4 separate regions of the Mus musculus genome follow, and all the other regions are linked to region 1. The links are chromatin contacts, called in public HiChIP or PLAC-seq maps. All regions are on one chromosome and are shown on one strand. The core of a region is the stretch at or near the end of the contact, and the rest is flanking DNA. Distances in the headings are between cores, read along the strand shown.

Region 1 (4,944 bases), core at 1,280-3,779:
CATGTGCTCTGCGACTAGATAAAAATTACCCAATGGCATCTCTCATGTCCAGAGACCACAGAGCAGGAACCCTCGAGGCTCTGGGAAAGAACACTGGCTTGGGAAGATTCTGTGACCTCTCTTCAACCGGAACAGGTCTAAGCCTTGGTTTTTCTCTCTGGAACGGAAGTTCCCATTCCAAGAATGAGAAGGAAATGTGTTTGGCATGGGGTGGTGGCCCACAGCTCCTCTTGTCAAGCTGAGGAGCAGCTGCCATGGAGCCAGAGGACATCCTGTTCTCAAGAAATAAAAACAAGAGTGAAGACGGGCCGTGGCTACGTTCCCCTGCTAGACTGATGTGAAGCCAGCAGCCATCTTGGTCTCCTGGGCTTGTCTCTAAATCAGGCTACTTCTCCCACAGCCAGACCCTGGCCAGGACACCAGGGCTCAGCATCCGGCAGTCAGCAGAGGTCATGCACCCAGCCCTTTTGTCCCTTCCCAGCTGGGAGCCTGACTTATACCCACCATCACCTCATTAGCTGCTGCTGCCAAGGGCCCTGCTCACTGAATTGTGAAAGAGCCTTTTCCTTTATTTACTGGAAATCCTGGAACCCTTCATTTCTCTGAACCCCAATGTCATCCTCCGCGGTTCATGGTCACTATACTGCCCCTGACTTAGCCTTCACTGAGAGCGAGCCCTCATGAGAAAGTACTCTGAATACCATCAAGCCTTCAGTTCAGGGAAGGATTGAGCCCATGTAAATAGCCCAGATCTAGGGGATACCCTTTAGGAAGGGGCCTCAGAAGACCCTCCACTGGTACCGTTTTCTCTCCTTGGGGAGAACCTGCATTCAGTCTGTCAGCAACCCCATGGTGCTGGAGGCCAGAGTCACCTCACAACCCATAGGATGTGCCCCCTCCCAACTGTGCTTGGTGGGAAGGTTGAACTGTGACAGCCACATCCCACAGGGACTGGAGGCAGCTGGAGCCAGCTGGTTCCCCGAGGGTTTCAGAACCTGGAATGCTATTTCCTAATCGGGAATTCATCCAGGCCACCAATCCTGACCCCAGTCCAAGAAGCTTAGCAACAGTCAAAGTTCCCAAGGTCTGTGAGTGGCTCTGCCTATGTCTCAGGCCCAGGTTCCTCAAGGGTTAGGTCCTTGTTCAGGAGCCTTTGATGTCGGGGAGGGGAACGTTTCAACTAGTCTCTCACATATCACTTTGGGTTTGGTCCACACCATTTACTTTGCCAACCGGGATCCTGGAGCTCAGAAAAGAGAGTCGTACTGTTCAGGATCTCATGGCTAGAGGCAAAGGTTGGCTTTGAACTTCTCATTCAGTTTTCCTACTGAACATCTGCTTTGCAATAGATGGGCATCAAGTGACTGTTAGATTACCAAAGGTCTCATCCTATCCTCTGGTATGCCTTGAAGGTGCCGAGACTCTGGCTGGGGGGAGGCAACAAGTTGCTGGCTAAGGAAGAGATGCAAGACTGATGGGAACTGGGCAGGTTTCTATCCGTGTGCTCTTAAAAAGCGTATGTAGACTTATTCTGCCCGTTTGTCGAGCTGCTGGCATCTTTGGTACTTAGCTCCCCCAAATTTTCCCCACTCTGAGTGTGCCATTTGTTAGTGATCAGGTTTCCCCTCTTTACCCACGAGCATCCGACTCAAACCTGACTCAAACTCTGGTGGCTCACTTCTGAGTCCTTCTTACTTAGCATCTTCGGGAACTACTGAAGACCCAAAGCCTCCTCAAGACCTTTGGTTGTCTTGTAAGATTTAACCCTTGGTCCTCAAGTGCACTGGTCCCTGGTGCATACCTAACAGTCTCTTCGTGTGACCTTGAGGAGCTGAGGAGGTGGAGGTAGGAGCTGAGGAATGTCTTAGCCAACACTTACACCCAAGCTTGCATGGTTCAGTGGAGCTTCACACTCCAAAAGGGCCAGAGGCGTGTTTTCCAGTGCTCATAGATCCCAGCCCTGACTGTGTTTCCAAGAGGCCAGGAAAGCCAGAGGCAAGCGCCTTCCCTGTCCCAAGAAGAATCTGAGTCCAGCCAGGCACATCGAAGACCATAGCTTCTAGGAGCTGGCACTGCAGGGCAGCTCCAAGAGAAAAACCCACATTAAGTTTTGAGCTCCCTCGTCGGTGCCCGCAGTCGGCAGCCCACTCAAGTCCCTGGGCCTGGACCTACAGTGGATCTGAGATCCCTCTCCGTGCCCATTTCTCTGGACTCACTGCACCTTGGGCTCTGGCAGGGAGTGCTGGCCGGCTGCTTGACCGGGCCCTGTCCTGGAGCGCCATCTCGTGGGAACGTGGGGAGTTCCTGAGGCCTGGGACCTGGGAAGGCTCCCGAGTCCGGAGCAGCCAAGTGAGTTCGGGGTCCTTAGCCCATCAAACCCGATGGACAGACACGCACCCCAAGGGAGCCTAAAAGAAACTCGGAGGGGAAAACAGTCATCCGGGCACCAACACTTTCCCTGGTGGGTAACTTGTCTGCTCTCCAGAGGACGCGACACAATGCCCTGAGATCACCCGGAGCGCCCAGCCCCCTCCAACGCACGGGGTCGTTCTCCCCGCTGACTCTTGATCGTTGGCTGGACTCAGCCTACCGGGAGAGTGTTCCAAACTTCTCGGTCAAGGGCGGAGAGGCGGAAGGAGAATGGGAAAAGGAAACGAAGTTGGATTTAGGGTCGCTCCCAAGGTAGGAAGGAGGGCTCAGAGTTGCAATTCTGATCTCTCCCAAACCGTTCCCTCCGCGGCGGCCTTCACCTAGAGAAGCGGGGGGCGGGGCCAGAGCCCAGGCGGGGCGGGGCCCGAGCTCAGGCGGGACGGGATCGCTGTCGCGCCGCGGCGTGCTCCTCCCCGCGTCAGTGAATCCACAGTGGGCTGGGGAGGCTGAACCCGGTTCAACGCCCTCCAGGAGGACAGGGCCTTCTGCCGAGGCTCAGAAGCTCTGCACCGCAGCGGGAAGTTTGGAAGGAAGAAATGGCTCGAGGGTTCGGAAGCCTCGGATTAACCGCGTGGAAAATGCAGTGTCCAACATCTCGGAATCTATTCAGTTGCGCTGCTAGGGGTCTCACGAAGGCTCCAAATGCTGAATCTTCGAGTTCTCGGGTGTTATCACACCCAGTCCTAAACCAGCACAGTTCTCTAAGACCCCACACTCCCCATTGAGTCTCTTGGCGACACGCTTGGTCACCCACTTAACAGACCTCAGAGGCCCCTTGGTCACCCACTTAACAGACCTCAGAGGCCCCTTGGTCACCCACTTAACAGACCTCAGAAGCCCCTCGATACCCATCGCTCACACACTCCTCTCTGCTGACGGATTTGCCATCCAATGGCCCTGGTTGGGCAGGTCCTGAAGGGTTAAGGCAGCGGGTACACGGGCGCTTGAGCTAATTGGCGACCCCCAGAGACAATGAAGACTGGAAGGCTGGGAAGGCTGGTGGCTTAATTGGGCCTGGGAGTGGCCAGGCCTTTGTCTGGGACAAGGCCCAGCCCGTCAGCTGCAGGATTCCCCAAGCCGCACTTGGCCTTGCAGCTGGGGCCCAGCGGAGCACTGTAGTGGCAATCCCGGGAGGGGGGTGTGTACGGCCGAAAGCAGGGGAGCGGGAGGATTCTCCAAGCCGCGCTGCAGGCTCGGAAATAACACCAGACCCGAGTTGCTGCGGCCCTGCCCACCACCGCGTGTGCTGCCCCCTGGTGTCCGCAGGCCGAGGGGGCCCCACAGCCAAACTCTCGGCATTCTTTCCTGGTTGAAAGCGAGAGGCAGCAAGATGCCAGTGCACACGTTGCTTTGGGATTTTTTATTTTTATTTTTTACGGGGAGTTTCAACCCAAAGTGACCTCAAATAAACGTAGAGATAGGGAGAGACTCTATGCGAAGTAGGGAGGGACTTTCCTTGTTCCTGCTTGGTTCGTGAACCACATTGCCTAATCAGTCCAGGCGGAGCAGAACAGGGGAGCCATAGCTCACCTACGGTTGGGATGAGACCATCTACACACAGGCACGCACACGCACGCGCGCGCACACTCCACACTCTCTACCCAGGGAAACTTGAGGCAGCCCTGTCTCAGAGGAGTTGGACAAAGTTTTTTCCTTGTAAGTGTGTCAGCCCAGGAAGGTGTTCGGAGCATTAGGAGTTCCTGAAACTTTCAAGTCTACCTACATCTTCACTCTGCCCTTCAAATCATTGCTGATGTCCCCGGGCGAGTGGAAAGTCATACACGCCCCAGAGGTTCACAATGTCTAACAAGGCAATCTTTTGGGGTTGGACGTCAAAACCTCCTGGACTTAAAGGGATGAAGACGGGGTGCTCAACGACCACAAATCCAGAGACATGTAATCAGCTCCCGGAGGCACCTGCCAGCTGGATGAGGTTACTAGCTGTGGCCTTCTGGAGCGGCGTGGATGGGAGCTCTCCTTAACAGAGGGGGTCTTAGGGAAGCACCAGCCCAATGGGGCCAGTGGGACACAGTGGGACTCCCTTGAAAGTCGCCAGCAAGTTGATGCAAGGAGGGGATCGAAGATAAACAAGCTGTAAGGAGGGATTTTTAGGCCAGATTTTCCCAGCACCCCAAGCACCGAGTGATTCCAGAAGGCAGAGTGATGGGACAGAATTCTGGAGTTGGTGGTACTGAAGAAAGTTGGCCACTACCTCCTCCCCAACACACACACACACACACACACACACACACACACACACACACACACACACACACACGAAAGGAGAAAGAGAAGAGAGCAGGGCCCCGTTTCCCAGATCATGTACCCAGGAAGGTTGAAAGGAGGGGTGAGGAGCAGGTCCACAGTGTCCTAGAAAGGGAGTCGGGAGTCCAGGCCACTCTGTGCGTTTTGCGTTAATCCTGTGACTAGGTGCGGGGAGTGGCAGGAGCTGCGGTCACACAGAGTGGCCAGCAGGGGGAGCCCGGGCCGCGGGCCTGGGTCGCGGGGGCTGCG
Region 2 (4,944 bases), core at 1,417-3,916, 740 kb before region 1:
CTGGCCTCGGACTCAGAAATCCGCCTGCCTCTGTCTCCCAAGTGCTGGAATTAAAGGCATGTGCCACCACTCACTGCCCAGCTTGATTGTTTTTCAAAACGCGGTTTCTCTGTGTAGCCCTGGTTGTACTGGAACTCTGTAGTCCAGGCTGGCCTCAAACTCAGCCAGATCCCCCTGCCTCTGCCTACTAATTTGTCCATAGAATATTTTTCTCCCTATTGTTTTAAAGGACAACAAGAAGAAGGTAAATCAGAAACCTTCCCTCTTTTAATGCTTTCTTATTGAAACCAAGTAGCTATTTATAAAGCTGGCTTAAGTACATTTTAGTCTAATAAGGGTGCTACAAAAGAGTTCAATACTAAAAATAATAATAATAATAATAAAACGAAAAAAGAGTTTAATACTAAATCATAGCTCTATCTATATTTGTTCTTCCACAGCATTGTGTTCTTCTATATCACAAAGCTAGTTCTCTGAGCTTCTCCCACCATTGAGGGTTAGATAAGAGAGTTCTTGCTGGGCAGTGGTGGCACACACCTTTAATCCCAGCACTCGGGAGGCAGAGGCAGGCAGATTTCTGAGTGCAAGGCCAGCCTGGTCTACAAGACAGCCAGGACTACACAGAGAAACCCTGTCTCAAAAAAAAAAAAAAAAAGAAGGGGCGAGTTCTTAGCTGTGGACACACAGTGGCTCTGAATTTATTGCTTTCAGAATAACACCTGCAACCAACACTGAACTGTAATAATGTATGTATACATGCACACATGCACCCACACAGCAGCAAATATACTGTTCTTGGTGTGCCAGAAGAGATTTGTATTTCTGGTCTACTTCTCAAACATAACTTAAGGGATGAGTTTTTGAGCTATTCGAGTGTGTGTTGAGGATGGCAGGGTGCTTTCTAGCAGTGTGAGGCTATGGACAAACTGGATATGGTGGTATAGACCTGCAGTCCCAGCACTGTGACGGTAGAGGCAGGAGATCAGGAGTCTTGGCAAGTGTGGATTGTACAACAAGTTCTAGCCCAGCTGAGCTATTTGAGCCCCTGTCAGGGGCTGGAGAGATGGCTCAGTGGTTAAGAGCACTGACTGCTCTTCTGAAGGTCCTGAGTTCAAATCCCAGCAACCACATGGTGGTTCACAACCATCCATAATGAGATCTGACACCTCCTCTGGTATGTGTGAAGACAGCTACAGTGTACTTATGTGTAATAATAAATAAATCTTTAAAAAAAAAAAAGAAAGCTGACACAGTGGTTAAAAGCACTTGTTGTAGTAGCTTTAATTTTTTTTTTTTCATTCAAAATCTCTGGTGTAAGAATACTTTGTGGGGACCTGTGAGGTGGCTCTGCAGGTAAGGATGCTTAACAAGCTGAGTTAGGTTCCCAGGACCCACATGTAGGAGGGAAGAACCAGACGTTGTCCTCTGGGTACAGTGGTGCAGTCAAAGGCAGTGTATCTGTCCACACACTTTGCTGGAATTGTTTTGTTATCTAGAGAATATATTCCTAGTGTAAATGGAGAGACTAATTGCCTTCCTGCCTGTACTATAAGGAAGAGTTGCTTAAGCTCCTAAGGAGATGTCCACCTACTGAGAGCGAGTCCCACCTGGGACTGCACTGCCTCACTGTTTGCCATTGTAGGTCTGCGGTTGGCAGTCGGCAGTCGGACTGCATTGCCTCGCCCTCAAAGCTTGTCTGTTTAGGCTATAATCACCATCCCTCAGTCATCTCTCCTTCCCCTCCCAGTTCTCTTAGCGTTTATTTTCTACATTGAGTCTCTAGGATTGTACTTTCTCCTGTTTGGTTTTGTGGCAAGGTCTCCGTGTAGCTCTGGCTGTCCTAACTGTCCCTACAAAAGACCTCTTAACTCACAGAGACTCACCTGCCTGTCTCATGAGAGCTGGGACTACTTGAGTGTGCTAATATGCCCAGCTGCATTTTGCTTTTCTATTTTATAGTGTGGACACAAAGTAGGGACTCCATTAAACGTTAAAGATATTACTAGGTAAAAGACTGATAGGTAATAATAGTACAAAAGAAAAAGAATGGCTAGCAGTTGGGAAGTTGTTGCTGGCTGGCAAATATAGTAGCAAAAAAGAGTCTTCTCTTATTATTCTGCTTGGGGGGGGGTGAGGAAATCGTTCACTGGTGTCAGTACGCTTTCGGGGTAGCACTGGGCACTGCGCACATGTGCCTGCTATACTTTTTCTGGCCCTAGGAAAAGTACGGGCTTATTTGCCTTGTAGCAAATAAGACAGATGAGAAAATAAAGGGTACAGGAAGTAAGGGTGTTTACTTTTCAAAGTTGCCCCACAGTACCGTTTAACACAACCTGTTAGCTATCAAAAGAAAAGGAGGGGTGGCGGGGGACCGGAGCCTGGTAGCTTCAGTTGCCAGACCGGTTTTACAGCCCTAGCTCTACGAACTCTGGGGACCTTGGTTGGTCCAGAGCCTTATCAGAGATAGCTATCCAGACATCTTGGAACAAGCTGTTTAGTAATGTACAGGAGTTTCTGGGCAAACATCCATCATAAGCCATGAAATGATTCAGGGTCCGCAGTTCCTCTCTGTTCCTTTGTTAATCACTGACTTCTGGCTGGGGGGAGGTGCCTCCCCAATGTGCTAATGCATTCTTTTTGGATAAGGATGACGCAGGGGTTGTCCTAATAAGGACTTAGATTGAGAAAGCACCTCCCACCCACCCCATCCCCCTGAGAAGACGGGACAGTCAGAGAGAGGGAGGGCAGTTTCTTTTTTAACTAGAGATGACACAAGCATAAGTCATTTCCTTATTAATCGGTTTAAACCAGTTCTTACAGGAACTAGTGGTGATAAATGTGGGACTTCTCAGAAGTCATTCATTTTATTCTTTGTGCCACAGCAGTGTGCAGTCTCAGCTGCACTAGCCTCGCCCTCCTGACATAGCAGTGGCTCTGAGCTCTCTCCTACTTTCTCCCAAATGCATTACTGCTGGCGAGACCTCTAAGGAGTTCAGGAGGAATTTTATCACTATCCAAGCTTCACAGGATTGCTGTGACCCTGATTGTTGAATTTTGTCCTTTTTATGAAGTCCTTGCCGCCCTTCTTTTCTTTTTTTTTTTTTTTTTTTAATCTGAAGGGTAAGTAGATTTCCTTTAACATTTCTCTTGCTTTTCTTCCCAAATGTGTCTTTCCTTTGGTACCTGCCTCCAGTGCTGTCCCCGGCATAGGTCCGTCTCTGCAGAAGCCTTTTCAAGAGTACCTGGAGGCGCAGCGGCAGAAGCTTCATCACAGAAGTGAAGCGGGCACACCGCAGGTGAGGATCCCTCCTGCTTCTCCCCCCTCGGCAGGCATCAGCAGGCTCAAACTAGATCCGGAGCTCTCCGGGTTTTAGATGGGGTGGCTGAGGGAGTTTATTGGTCTATGTCTAGTGGCTTTTCAGAAACAAGGATGGGGTAATGGAAGACAGGATTCTGTTGTGTGTGATGCTGTCTTGATCTTACATGAGTTATTACATACATTTCCAGGCTAGGTTAAAAAGTTAACACGTGCACCATCACCAAGCAGTAGGTAAAATGGTTATCCCCTTTCATTTCTGCTGTAGGAAAGCAACTGCTTGCTTGCTTTTCTTTTCTTTCTTTCTTTCTTTTTTCTTTTCTTTTCTTTTCTTTTCTTTTCTTTTCTTCTTTTCCTTTCTTCCTTCCTTCCTCTCTTTCTTTCTTTCTTTCTTTCTTTCTTTCTTTCTTTCTTTCTTTCTTTCTTTCTTTCTTTTTTCTTTTAAATAAAGCAAGGCTTTTACCACAGCTGAACTTTTAACTTGAATAAACTGCCTGGCCGTTTTGCCTTCAGTTCCTGAGGCAGAGGAAAGAACCAGCAGATGTGTAGGCAGCACCCTGAACAGGGAGCCTGGGGGAGAGCAGCCGCTTTCCCTTGGCTTTAGACTTCAAATAGCTCTTTGCCGCTGTGGCCAAAGAGGGCTCACATTTATGTTCTAAAAGCAGCTCTCAGAGTTTAGGTCCTCTTCCCCTTCCAAGCAAGGTCTGCAAGGCTGTAGAGAAAGTATAGACTCTAACCAGACCACTCTGTCACAGTGTAAAAGGACAGCCCACCCTCCCATCCCTCCCTAAGCCATACAGGTTAGCATCAGCTATCCATCCCACAGCTTGAACTGACAACCTAGTGTGGAAAAGCTTGGCCTGAATGTGGATTTCAGCCTACCTAGAGACCGGTTTTTAGTTGTTTGGGTATAATAGGCAAGCCTCAAGTTCTCATTGTTTCCCTTGAAGTGTTGCAAATAATCTCCTTAGTGTTGAACCGAGGAAACCCTTTTTCTTGAATTGTTCTGCTTTCTTTCCTACAGGGAGAAAACTGGTTATCCTGGATGTTTGAGAAGCTGGTGGTTGCAATGGTGTGTTACTTTGTCCTGTCTATTATTAACTCCATGGCACAAAACTATGCCAAACGAATCCAGCAGCGCTTGAACTCAGAGGAGAAAACTAAATAAGCAGAGAGTTTTTATCTGCAGAAGTTAACATGGTGGAGTCCTGCCTTACACTGGGAGGGCTCTAACCAGGAAGGAAGGTCCCCGTTTCCAACCTGTGTTGATTTTTAAAACATTCTTCCTGAAAGCAGTTTAGTCCATATGTTACACTGACATACTTTATTTGTTAAGGTAAGGTGTCTACACCCTCAGTTCAATCCACGTCGTATTCTTTAGGGTGGATGTGATGTTCTGCTGCAAACTTAACAAAAACTGGCCTTCTGATACCTTCACAGGGCCACACAGAACCTTCTGAAGTATGTTAAATATGTCAGGCTTTTTAGGCTTGTCACAAATGATTGTTTTTTTCTAAGTCACCAAATGTATATAAGTTATATATATTGGATAGCAATCTTGCATGTCTATCATGGAACAATTTAATATGCCTTCCTTTCCCACCCTCAAAAAGGCCATTTTATGACGC
Region 3 (4,944 bases), core at 1,826-4,325, 700 kb before region 1:
TCTCACCAGCCCTGTTGTCTTCTCTTTAAAAGTACTTAATTAATCTTTTTTTTTCTTGTTTTTGAGATAGGGCCTCAATGTGTGACTCTGGCTATCCTGGAACTCACTATATAGATCAGGCTAACCCCAAACTTAAGGAGATCATCTTCCCTCTGCCTCCTGAGTGCTGTGAATTTATTCCTATGTTATGTGCATGTTTTACCTGCATGTATGTCTGTTGACTACATGCATGCAGTGCCCTCAAGGGCCAAAAGAGGGTGTCAGAACATATCATCTGGGGCTGCAGTCACAATTGCCTTGCAGATGCTTGGAACTGAACCTGGGTCCTCTGCAAGAGCAGCAAGTTCTCTTAACTCCTGAGCCATCTCTCCAGCCTGATTTTATTGTCTTGACATTATATTGTTCAAAGACTTTCCAAGAGACATGTTTTTCTTTCCCTCTTGTGTGTGTGTGCGCATGTGTGTGTGTGTATAATTACAAAGTGTTTCCTAGAGTGTACTGGGGAGGTCAACAGGCTGACAAGGTAAAACCAAATAGCACAAAGGTTGCAGCAAGGGAGTTATAACATGTTTTTCTGTAAATGGAGCTTATGGCTTGTTCAAGAGCATCCTAGAAAACTGCAGGCTTATATCTGCAAACAGAGTAAGAAATCATATACTCTTAGGCCATAAGCATGGCTCATTACTATTTTAATGTTCTTATTTGAAATAGCCCTATATAAAAGAAATGTTGCCGGGCATGGTGGCACATGCCTTTAATCCCAGCACTTGGGAGGCAGAGGCAGGCGGATTTCTGAGTTCGAGGGCAGCCTGGTCTACAGAGTGAGTTCCCAGGAGAGCCAGGACTACAGAGAAACCCTGTCTCGAAAAAAACAAAACAAAACAAAACCAACCAAACAAAAAAAGAAATGTTGTCTCTAATAGGCAACTTTCACAGAAAATTTTGTGTGTATGTATGTGTGTGGTCCTTGCTTTCTACCAGGTCTGAAGATGGGCCTCTCTTCTGTTGTTTGCAGCTGTGCATTAGACTAGCTGACCCATGATTCTAGGGAATATCCTGTCTCCACTCCCCATCTTTCCATAGGAGTGTTGGGATGTGCTAACACATCTGGTTTAACATGGGTTCTGGAGATTCATATTCAGACCCTCAGGCTTGCATTGCGAGTACTTTGTCCCTGAGCCATCTTCCCCAGTCCTCTGAACTAGAATCCCGATTCTCAGATGGTGAGACCTCAGTGAAATTTTGGAATAACACACCTTTTTCCTCAAATTTCCTGTCCCCATCTAAGAATCTAGTCATTTCAAGAAATTCCCTCACTCTATAATTTGGGGGATTTAGGGTTCACTGGCCCAAATTCATTCACATACAATTCAATGGTTTCCAAAATATGATTCACATTCACTGTTGTCCCAAGTACACTTTTAAAAGAAAACAAATAAACCATAACAAAAGTGTTGGTTGTGGGGGCTGTGTAGCCACGGGGACCGGAGCCTAGAAGCAGCACCCACATAGCAAGCCAGGAGTCCTGTGCAGGCCTGTAGTTACAGAGGCAAGTCCAGTGCGGACAGAAGGACCACTGTGGATAGCTTCCACTTGGTTGAGAAAACTCAGCCCCAAGTTCAGAGAGAGAGAGAGAGAGAGGGAGAGAGAGAGAGAGAGCTGGATGCCCTCATCTCCTGTGCATTTGCATAAGTGCTCACATTCACACACATGTGCATATATACTCACACACATAAATAATCTAAAGGAAATATGATCCTGAAGGAATTCTTTGTATACATTTCACACTACATGGACATCAGAAGTTAGCTCAACAATAGAACATTCAATAACATTAATTTTCTGTTTTCTCACCAACCGTCTTCTGGCCCGGAAAGCACAGTTAAGATCAATAAGCCCAGTCATGGTGGCTATACCTTTAATTCCAGTACTCAAGAGACAGAGGTAGGCAGATCTCTGAGTTTGAGGACACAGAGAGTTCCAGGACAGCCAGGGCCACATAAAGAAATCCTGTCTCTGAAAACCAAAAACCAAACCAACTAGCATAAAGTTGGATCCAGGCATAGTGGTGCAAGCCTTTCAACCCAACAACACTTGGGAGGCTGAGGCAGACCGATCTCTGTGAGTTTGCACCTACACAGTGCGTTCCAGGACAGCCAGAGCTACATAGCGAGATCGTGTCTCGGAAAGAAAAGAAAGAAAAACAAAGTTGGAGCTTAGAGAAAGACCAGATAAAATATGAAACTAAATCTTTATTATTTTTAAACGACGTTGTTTGTTTTTAGACAACATCTCTCTATGTAGCCCAGTTACGCCTGAAACTGTCTAATTAGTCTGGGCTGACTTGAAACACATGATCCTTCTGCCTCAGCCTCTCGGAGAACAGGGACTATTTTAAAAAGAGTATTTTTGATAAGTGCTTCACATCAAGTCTATGTAGCCCCGGAAAGGAGCAGAGGCTTGTGAACCAGATTTTCAACTTAACGTCTAAGACTGCATTGTAGGTAATTCTATTCTCACTTTACAGTTAAGGAAATTGAGTTACCGAAGGGTTATGTAACTTTTCCAAGCCACTGAATTAGCAAATAGCAAAGACAAGAGTCTCTCTTTGCCTTTCTTCCCTATCAGCTCCCCGGTAACCCCACACTCACTGACAGCTCTGCGACCGGCAGTTTCAGTTCGGTTCAAACTTCAGAAGACCAACCCTCTCACTACGCGCATGCTCACTTTCAATACTTTAAAAAAAAAAACTACTTAGAACAAATAAATGCGCTCGCTCCTTATGCGAAGAGCTCTGCTGAGGGCTTGTCTTTTTTCGACCCTCGTTTCCCTTCTTCTATTTAGGAAGGCTAATCACGCATGTTCAATTTCAATTTATCAACTTCAGATATGGTACGCATGCTCCGTGTCCGGCAAACGCCTTAGACAGAAACGCGCAAGCTGTACTTTCCCGGCTTGGCTTCGGACGGTGTTCTGCGCATGCTCCTGCCAGTACCTGGCCCCGGGAGCTAATGCTACGCATGTCCGCTGCCCACTGTATGGCTTCAGAAGACTTTGTACGCATGCGCCGGAGCTGAACTTGAGGAGCCAGTCTGGGGCCTAGGCGCAGACGCATTGAGCTTAAGCAGCCGGTGATGGCGGCAGCAGCCGTGGAGTCTGCGGCGGGTCCGGGCCCATGAGGCGACGACGGAGGCGGGACGGCTTTTACCTAGCGCCTGACTTCCGACACAGGGAAGCTGAGGACATGGCAGGAGTGTTTGACATAGACCTGGACCAGCCAGAAGATGCAGGCTCTGAGGATGAGCTGGAGGAGGGGGTGAGGCCCGGGGTCCCCGGGGTATGGGCGGCGGGGTGGGGGGGCAGCGGCGAGGTGACAGGGCCGGGGTGGCGGCGTGGGCCCGGGAAGCCTGGTGTGCCCGAGGGCGTGGAGACCCGGGGGGGACGCGAGCGGTCTCCGGGAGGAGCTGAGGCGCCGCGCGGCCGAGTCGGGGAGCGGGCGGGCGGGCGGACGGACCTGGCCCTAGGTGTGAGGCCTCTGCGGGGCGCGCAGGTGCAGGGCTCGCCCTGATCCCTAGCTGAGCGCTGCCCCGGAGCAATGTGTTTCTGGAGCGCCGAGGAGAAAAGGCGCGCGGTCGGCTTCTGGAGCTGTGGGGCTTGAGTGCGGCCCGGGTGGTGTGAGCGTGTGCTGGGGGTGGGGAGGGCCGATCTTGTTGGGGTGTCCCCCTTAGTGCAGGTGAGATGCGGAAGGGTTTCCCTGTGGAGTGTAAGATTGCAAGCCTTAAATCTTCAGACTCCCCACAACCACCTCTCTTCTCGGCCTGTCGCTTCTCTCCTAGGAAGCGCTCAGCTGTTAGAAGTGACAGCTGAAAACTTCTGTCGGGAGTAGCACTGCTGTGACAGCCACCAGGAGTTTTATTTCGGGAGCAAGGGGGCTCTGCTGCATCTTCCAGGGTTTGTTTGTTTGCCTTTTATTTTTAACCCCCCTTCCGTGTGACTTTTTAAAGGAAAAAAAAACCCCCATTCATAACGACACACGGCATTTGTAAGTTAATTCCCTTCAAGTTGAAGATGTCTATATTTTTTTTTCAGAATAATTTATGTAATTGTAGGGTGGGAAAAAAAGCGTTGACAGCTGTGATTTGTCTCGCCAAAAATAAATTGCTTGAACCGAGACTTGTGAATAGTGGTGTGAGGGTTTTCCTTGCTGAAGTTTAAATTTAGAGTCGCTTTTCTAGTGCACATCTTGGCTTTACCTTTGCTGTCCTAGTAGTTTGTTATTTATGTATACCATTTTTTCTACAGTAATACTTACTGAAACGTACATATTTTACACCAAGGGTTAAAAAAATACATCAAACTAAATAACCAATCTTGGACAAATGTCATCAGTAATAACCTCCTAGTGACTTTAAATGTCTTTAAGTCATCTGTAGAAGAATATGGGTTTATGGCTGATGTTAGATAGTTGCTGTATTTACATGGGGTCTCCTTCTCACCCCCAGTTTTCCTTTAGTGAATAAATTGTGCCCTTCTGGCAAACTATTGAAATGCTATGTATAAAGGACTTTGAACACTTTAGGAAATTAAGTGGGCCCACATAGATTATTCTTTTCATAATCAAGTGAGTCTCAGTTAGAATTTCAGAGTTCTAAATGTGGGTATTACACGCACTTTTTAATTTCATGTTTTCATGTGGAATTCCACTTAGCCTTTTAATCAGATGTGGTGAGTTCTAAATTTGAAGCACACACAGGATTACTTTAATTATAAATGTGATCCACTGTTCAGTTATATTGGTTCCATATGGCAGTGGTTTTGGAGTAGAGCCAGAGAGAAAACTGGTAAGGAGCACTTCTGTGAGTACTGTGATTAGTTGCTGGTGGAATTTTCAGTCTGGGTTTATCATCCTTGGAGAGTACAGTAGTGCATTACAGTTCTTGGTAT
Region 4 (4,944 bases), core at 1,737-4,236, 540 kb before region 1:
CGTTTGAAGGGGCTGGAGTGTGTTTTAGTTCTAGAGAGCTTGCCTAGCATGGATGAGTCCTAGGTTGGATCTGAAGCCTCGCAAAGAAAGAAAGAAAAAGAAAAAGAAAGAAAGAGAGAGAGAGAGAGAGAGAGAGAGAGAGAAAGGAAGAAAGAAAGAAAGAAAGACAGAAAGGAGATAGATAACAGAGAAAGAGAAGCAGAGACAGTGGAGCCAGGCATGGTAGTATGGCCTATATAGTTCCATCTATTCTGGAGGCAAAGGCAGAAAGATCCTGAGCTCAGGTATTCAAGGCCCTGTACAATATAGTAACATTCAATCAGAAACAAAGACTACAAGAAAGGAAGGGAGAGAGGGAGAGGAAGAAGAAAAGGAGGGGGAAAAGAAGGAAAGGAGAGGAGAGGAGAGGAGAGGAGAGGAGAGGAGAGGAGAGGAGAGGAGAGGAGAGGAGAGGAGAGCGTCCCAGAAGCACAGACTGTAAAAGTTGCTGGCTCAACCTAAGAAGATTATAGAGAAGAAGTGGCTGGAACAGAACGTGATATTGACAAAACTTGGTGATGAACTGATTATGGGCTGGGATCAAGTGCCTCTGGGACTTCTGGCTTGCCTAACTTGATAAGGTGATATCATTTGCCAGTTGTTACAGAGGCTCTAGGACAGTTTTATCAATCCTATTACTACAAACTGAGACACTTGTACACATGAATTCTTAGCAGGGGTGTGAATGTGATGCTCACAGAAAAGCCACCTCGTTGCCTGCTTTCCGGCGCTGGCTGTGATCATTCTCTATGTCACATCATGAGTCCTGTTCTTGCTTCACTATGCATTGAACTGGACAAGATTAGTTGTCCTCTCAGGGCCTTGGTATTTTTTCTAGTGTTTGAGGAAGCTGAGCCAAATGACCTCTAAAGAGTACACAGCAGAGATGGGGCAAGCCAGTGGCTCTGTGTGTGTGTCTGCGCGCGTGCACGTGCGAGAGAGAGAGAGAGAGAGAGAGAGAGAGAGAGATAGAGAGAGAGAAAGAAAGAGAGAGAGAGGGAGAGGGAGAGGGAGAGGGAGAGAGAGAGATCTCTTTAGGAGTGCTGAGTGTCATTCCCCCTTTGAGACAGGGTCATTCCCACTTACTAGGATTGGGTAGCTGGCCATTGTGTTCCAGGTATCCTCCTGCCTCCACCCGCCCATCACTAGAATTATAAGCACATGCTACCACACTGACATTTTCATGTAGGTTGTGGGGTTTGATCTTGGGTCCTCCTGCTTGCAAGGCAATCCCTTTACTGATTGAACCATCTCCACAGCCCCTGAGACTGGTAATCTCTAGAAGCTAGAGGTCTTCTAATCTTGAAAGACTTTGTGCCTCTCTAACCCCAGGGCTTCCATCATGAACACTACCACATCCAACTTGTCTGGTGTTGTCTTGCTGTGCATGCAGATGTCCAGCTCCTGGGTTTCTGTGCTCCAGCCCTACGACTAGGGTCTACACAAACTTCCATAACCTCAAGTAACCCTGGGCCAATACTGAATACTCCTTTCCAAGTCACACGACCAGATGGTCCCAGGGGAAATTCAGTTCTCTGTGTGTTTTTATTTCCAAATGAAGGCTCTCTTCAGACAACAGAACAAATGTGCCAACATCCTGTTCCAAAACCCAGAAAACACAAATTCCCAAGAACCACCAGCCCTTTAGTCAGTCTGGCTCAAAGAGAAAGCTATTACTAATTCAAGATCCCGTAGCCTTACCTCCTCTTGCCTCACTGGTAGTAACACTGCACAAAACATGTAAAGAACTGAGTCATGCTATCATCCTGTCGATGGCTTAACGATTAGAAGTGTGAGGGACTGCCCTTCAGTCTGACCTTCATTGACATAGTAAACTATGTCTTTGGCTTCCAGTGGGGATGGCAGTGGGGGTGGAAGGGAGTGACTCAAGGTTCTAGGCTAGTATTATGTGGTGATGATTTTGAATGGCTTCTCTAAAATACTTCATTGAGTACTGCCTAAATAAACAAGATGATCTAAAGCCTGGCATAAGGAGCCAGTGCTGTGTTGAAATCTATGCACTTGGACCCAGACCAAGGACCGTCCCATAGAATCCCTGAGAAACAATCCTCTTGAAGATGATCATTTATTCCTACCCAGGGCTACGGATACTGATTCTTTTGCACAAAGGAACTTCACACAGGTTCCCTAATCCTTACTCTGGCTATCATTTAAGTGATCCATGAAGGACCTGTGATCTGCTCAAAGCCAGCCCTGTTCACTCCCTGCCCTGTCCTGTACTCAGAGCTCCTGAATCAAACAAGTAGCCTCTAGCTTTCTCTTCCACAGTGGATGGAAGGCTTCTCTGAAGTATAAGGTTTACCCCACCCCATCATGGTAAAGGTATCATTTTTATAGAATGTATGCCATGTATCATTATAATCCCTTTCTTGTAAGGGAAGTTTATTAGAGTTAAACTGCTGGTTGCTGGCCAACCAATGTATTAATAGTTCTTGGTCAAGTGCCAATCCTTAGTTTAATCAGCTGCCTTGACCTCAGGAGATGGGGAGGGTCATGTGGTGTTAAATGGGACAACCTGTTACTCGTGTTCCTGAGGGCAGCTAGTGCAGAAAGCACTGAACAACTTATCCACGAGCCTCACGCGAACAAGCACACGTAGTAAGTCAGAATGTGCTTGAGTCGATTTCGTAATTATTCAGCTGACATCTTTCTTTCTCTGACTGGAGAAGAAGGCACACGGGTGCACCCAGTAGGTGCTCAATGGCTAATTTTCAATGAAAGGAAAAAAAAATCCCTGACTAAAGCTGGCAATCGGTGGAGTAGAGAGAAGTTGGAAATATCAGGAGAGGAATGTAATGAATCAAAGGTCTGACTGAGTCAGGTTATGAGTAAGCCAAGTTATGAATAAGCAGAGCCAACAGTGTGTAAAAATACCCACAGTGTAAATGACACGAGAGCTAGGCAGTAGTGAGCAGAAGGCATGGCAGGCACAAGGGAGGACTGAGTCACCTCGGAACTCATTCCTTGAGGCCAGAGCTTCCTTCCTACTCAGCGCTTCCTGACTCTAGTAGCCTGTCTTCCCTAGGGTCCTGTGAACATGGACTCTTACAATAAAACTCCCTGAGGCTAACCTGATGAACTGGCACTTGTTGGTCATCTCAGCTCTGGAAGATCAATTAGTATTACTTAGCTCGTGAAGTCATCACCCCTTTCAGCAGACTGGCAGTCAAGCTGTGTGGAAACTTAGACATGTTTTTATTCAAAGTGGAGATACCACCTTAGACTCAACCTAGACCCCCTATATAAATAAACTTTATTTTAATTATATTTAAGCTGGGCATAGTAGTGCATGCTTTTAATCCCGGCACTCGGGAGGCAGAGGCAGGCGGATCTCTATGAGTTTGAAGTCAGCCTAGTTTACTGGTCTGCGATGAGTTCCAGGACAGCCAGAGCGCCAGAGCTATGTAGTGAGACCCTATCTTTAAAACAAAACAAAACAAAGAGAAAAAAGAAAAAGAAAAAAATGATTTTCTTTTCAAGATAGGATCTCACTCTGCACCCTGGCTAGCCTGGAGCTTGCTATGTAGAACAGGCTCACCTCAGACTCACAAGTATCCTGTTTCTACCTCCCAAATGCCGGCATTAAAGACATACATCACTACTCCTGGCCGTAACATACTATATTTATCTCTGTTTCAGTGGAATTTTTATCCTGCTGAAGCAAAAGCAAACAAATTTGCTCTATTGTACCTTCATCTTTAAATTAAACATTAGTAAGAAAAATTAAATATTACTTTAGAATAATTTTAGGGGATATTATGAAGATTGACCATCTTCATCATTACCGATGTTAACTTCTAGACTTCTGTGCATTATTAATTACTTAATGACAACCCACCAAGCTGTAAGTTCCCTGACAGTCTTGAGTCCTTTTTGGTATCTAAATCTCTTTATTTACTATTGCTGCTTTAACAAGTTACCATATGTTGACTTGCCTAAATGGCACAAATTCATTATCTTGTAGTTAGTGGGGTAGGAGTTGGATACAGACCTGACTGGGTTCAAACCAAGGTATCATCAGAGCTGCTTGCTTTTTCTGGAAGCTCTAGGGAAGGCGCCTCACTTTTTCTCAGCTTCTACAGGCTTCTGGCTCCCTCCTTCACTTCCAAAGCCAGCATGCTGCGCCTTGTTTGTGTTACATATCTGACCCTCTTTCATGGTCCCTTCTCCCTCCAACTGATGTCAGCTGGCAAAGGTTCTCTGTGGGGATTCCAGAATAATCTTGCAACGTCCCTTAGCCTTAATTACATCTGTAAAATCCCCTTTGTAACATAATATATTCACCGATTACCTTGGATTAGGACACACATCTTTTAGGGAAGCAATTATTCTGCCCCGCACACTGTAATTACCAATCCTTCTGTGGTCTGATAAGAACATCTAGGATCATGACAGCATTCAAGATGCGTCTCAAAAGCACAAATTGCTAGAAAGAAGAAACCTCATGATAAATAAAATCTAGTCCTTTCCATTGGAGACCAGCAGAAGTGGTTATGTTGGCTCAAGCAGGCAATCTCAGTTTGGCAAGGAGAGAGGAGGATCCAGAATGTGAGGGTAGGCTAGCCTGTGATACACAGTGAGACTGTCCAAACAAACAAACAAGGAGAAGAAAGGAGGAAAGAAATCAGTAGAAACTGTGATTAGCGTCAATGTGCTTGTGCAGTGAGATTTATATTAACTTCTACAGGGATCCTTTCCAATAGATATTAACTTCATTTTATAGCCAAGGAAAGTGAGATTCTGAGTAGCTAAATACTCTGTGCAAAGTTACATAGCTGATCCTAGCCAGTCGTTTGGAATCTCAGCTAGGTCTGTCAGGTACTCAACCCCATGCAGTTTCCACTGTGCACATGACCGTGCAATTTTGGTGTGCAATTTAGCCCA

Evidence for each region. HiChIP or PLAC-seq counts read pairs in DNA pulled down with a chosen protein or histone mark.
Region 2: an H3K27ac HiChIP or PLAC-seq map of extraembryonic endoderm stem cells shows a contact between it and region 1, with 4 times the contacts expected there. The contact joins two enhancer-like sites. A contact is called at or near these places in 3 of 115 datasets of contacts at active chromatin or transcription factors (embryonic stem cells, extraembryonic endoderm stem cells and pancreatic cancer cells).
Region 3: an HNF4G HiChIP or PLAC-seq map of pancreatic cancer cells shows a contact between it and region 1. The contact joins the promoter of Rps6kb1 here to the enhancer-like site in region 1. A contact is called at or near these places in 1 of 39 promoter capture datasets (pre-B cells), 1 of 15 datasets of contacts at CTCF or cohesin (pro-B cells), 1 of 484 Hi-C or Micro-C datasets (pro-B cells) and 1 of 115 datasets of contacts at active chromatin or transcription factors (pancreatic cancer cells).
Region 4: a FOXA1 HiChIP or PLAC-seq map of pancreatic cancer cells shows a contact between it and region 1. The contact joins two enhancer-like sites. A contact is called at or near these places in 1 of 39 promoter capture datasets (the C10 cell line), 4 of 484 Hi-C or Micro-C datasets (the G1E-ER4 cell line, the MNK3 cell line, the N1E-115 cell line and 1 more), 6 of 115 datasets of contacts at active chromatin or transcription factors (the NIH/3T3 cell line, T-cell acute lymphoblastic leukemia, embryonic fibroblasts and 3 more) and 1 of 9 other capture datasets (embryonic stem cells).

The regions. Positions count from the first base shown.
Region 1 is chr11:85,842,151-85,847,094 of GRCm38.p6, reverse strand. No RefSeq gene overlaps it. Among named protein-coding and RNA genes, the nearest start is that of Tbx2, 12 kb to the right of the region's middle. Within about 2 kb of position 2,529, at least 171 of the 459 cell types and tissues checked have an H3K27ac peak or open chromatin away from gene starts, as enhancers often do. A contact at or near this core is called in embryonic fibroblasts, extraembryonic endoderm stem cells, pancreatic cancer cells and 1 more, where this site is marked.
Region 2 is chr11:86,584,848-86,589,791 of GRCm38.p6, reverse strand. It overlaps Vmp1 (vacuole membrane protein 1), which reads left to right. Exons shown (of 12, transcript NM_029478.6): 11 at 3,194-3,296; 12 at 4,341-4,944. The coding sequence ends at 4,484. Among named protein-coding and RNA genes, the nearest start is that of Mir21a, 3.2 kb to the right of the region's middle. RefSeq lists an enhancer at 1,963-3,596. Within about 2 kb of position 2,666, at least 277 of the 459 cell types and tissues checked have an H3K27ac peak or open chromatin away from gene starts, as enhancers often do. A contact at or near this core is called in extraembryonic endoderm stem cells, where this site is marked.
Region 3 is chr11:86,542,938-86,547,881 of GRCm38.p6, reverse strand. Rps6kb1 (ribosomal protein S6 kinase, polypeptide 1) reads left to right here and starts at 3,075. Exons shown (of 15, transcript NM_001114334.2): 1 at 3,075-3,316. The coding sequence starts at 3,176. Tubd1 (tubulin, delta 1) reads right to left here and starts at 2,891. Exons shown (of 9, transcript NM_019756.3): 1 at 2,652-2,891.
Region 4 is chr11:86,378,648-86,383,591 of GRCm38.p6, reverse strand. All of the region lies in intron 1 of Gm38937 (a long non-coding RNA gene), which reads left to right. Among named protein-coding and RNA genes, the nearest start is that of Gm38937, 3.0 kb to the left of the region's middle. Within about 2 kb of position 2,986, at least 81 of the 459 cell types and tissues checked have an H3K27ac peak or open chromatin away from gene starts, as enhancers often do. A contact at or near this core is called in embryonic fibroblasts and pancreatic cancer cells, where this site is marked.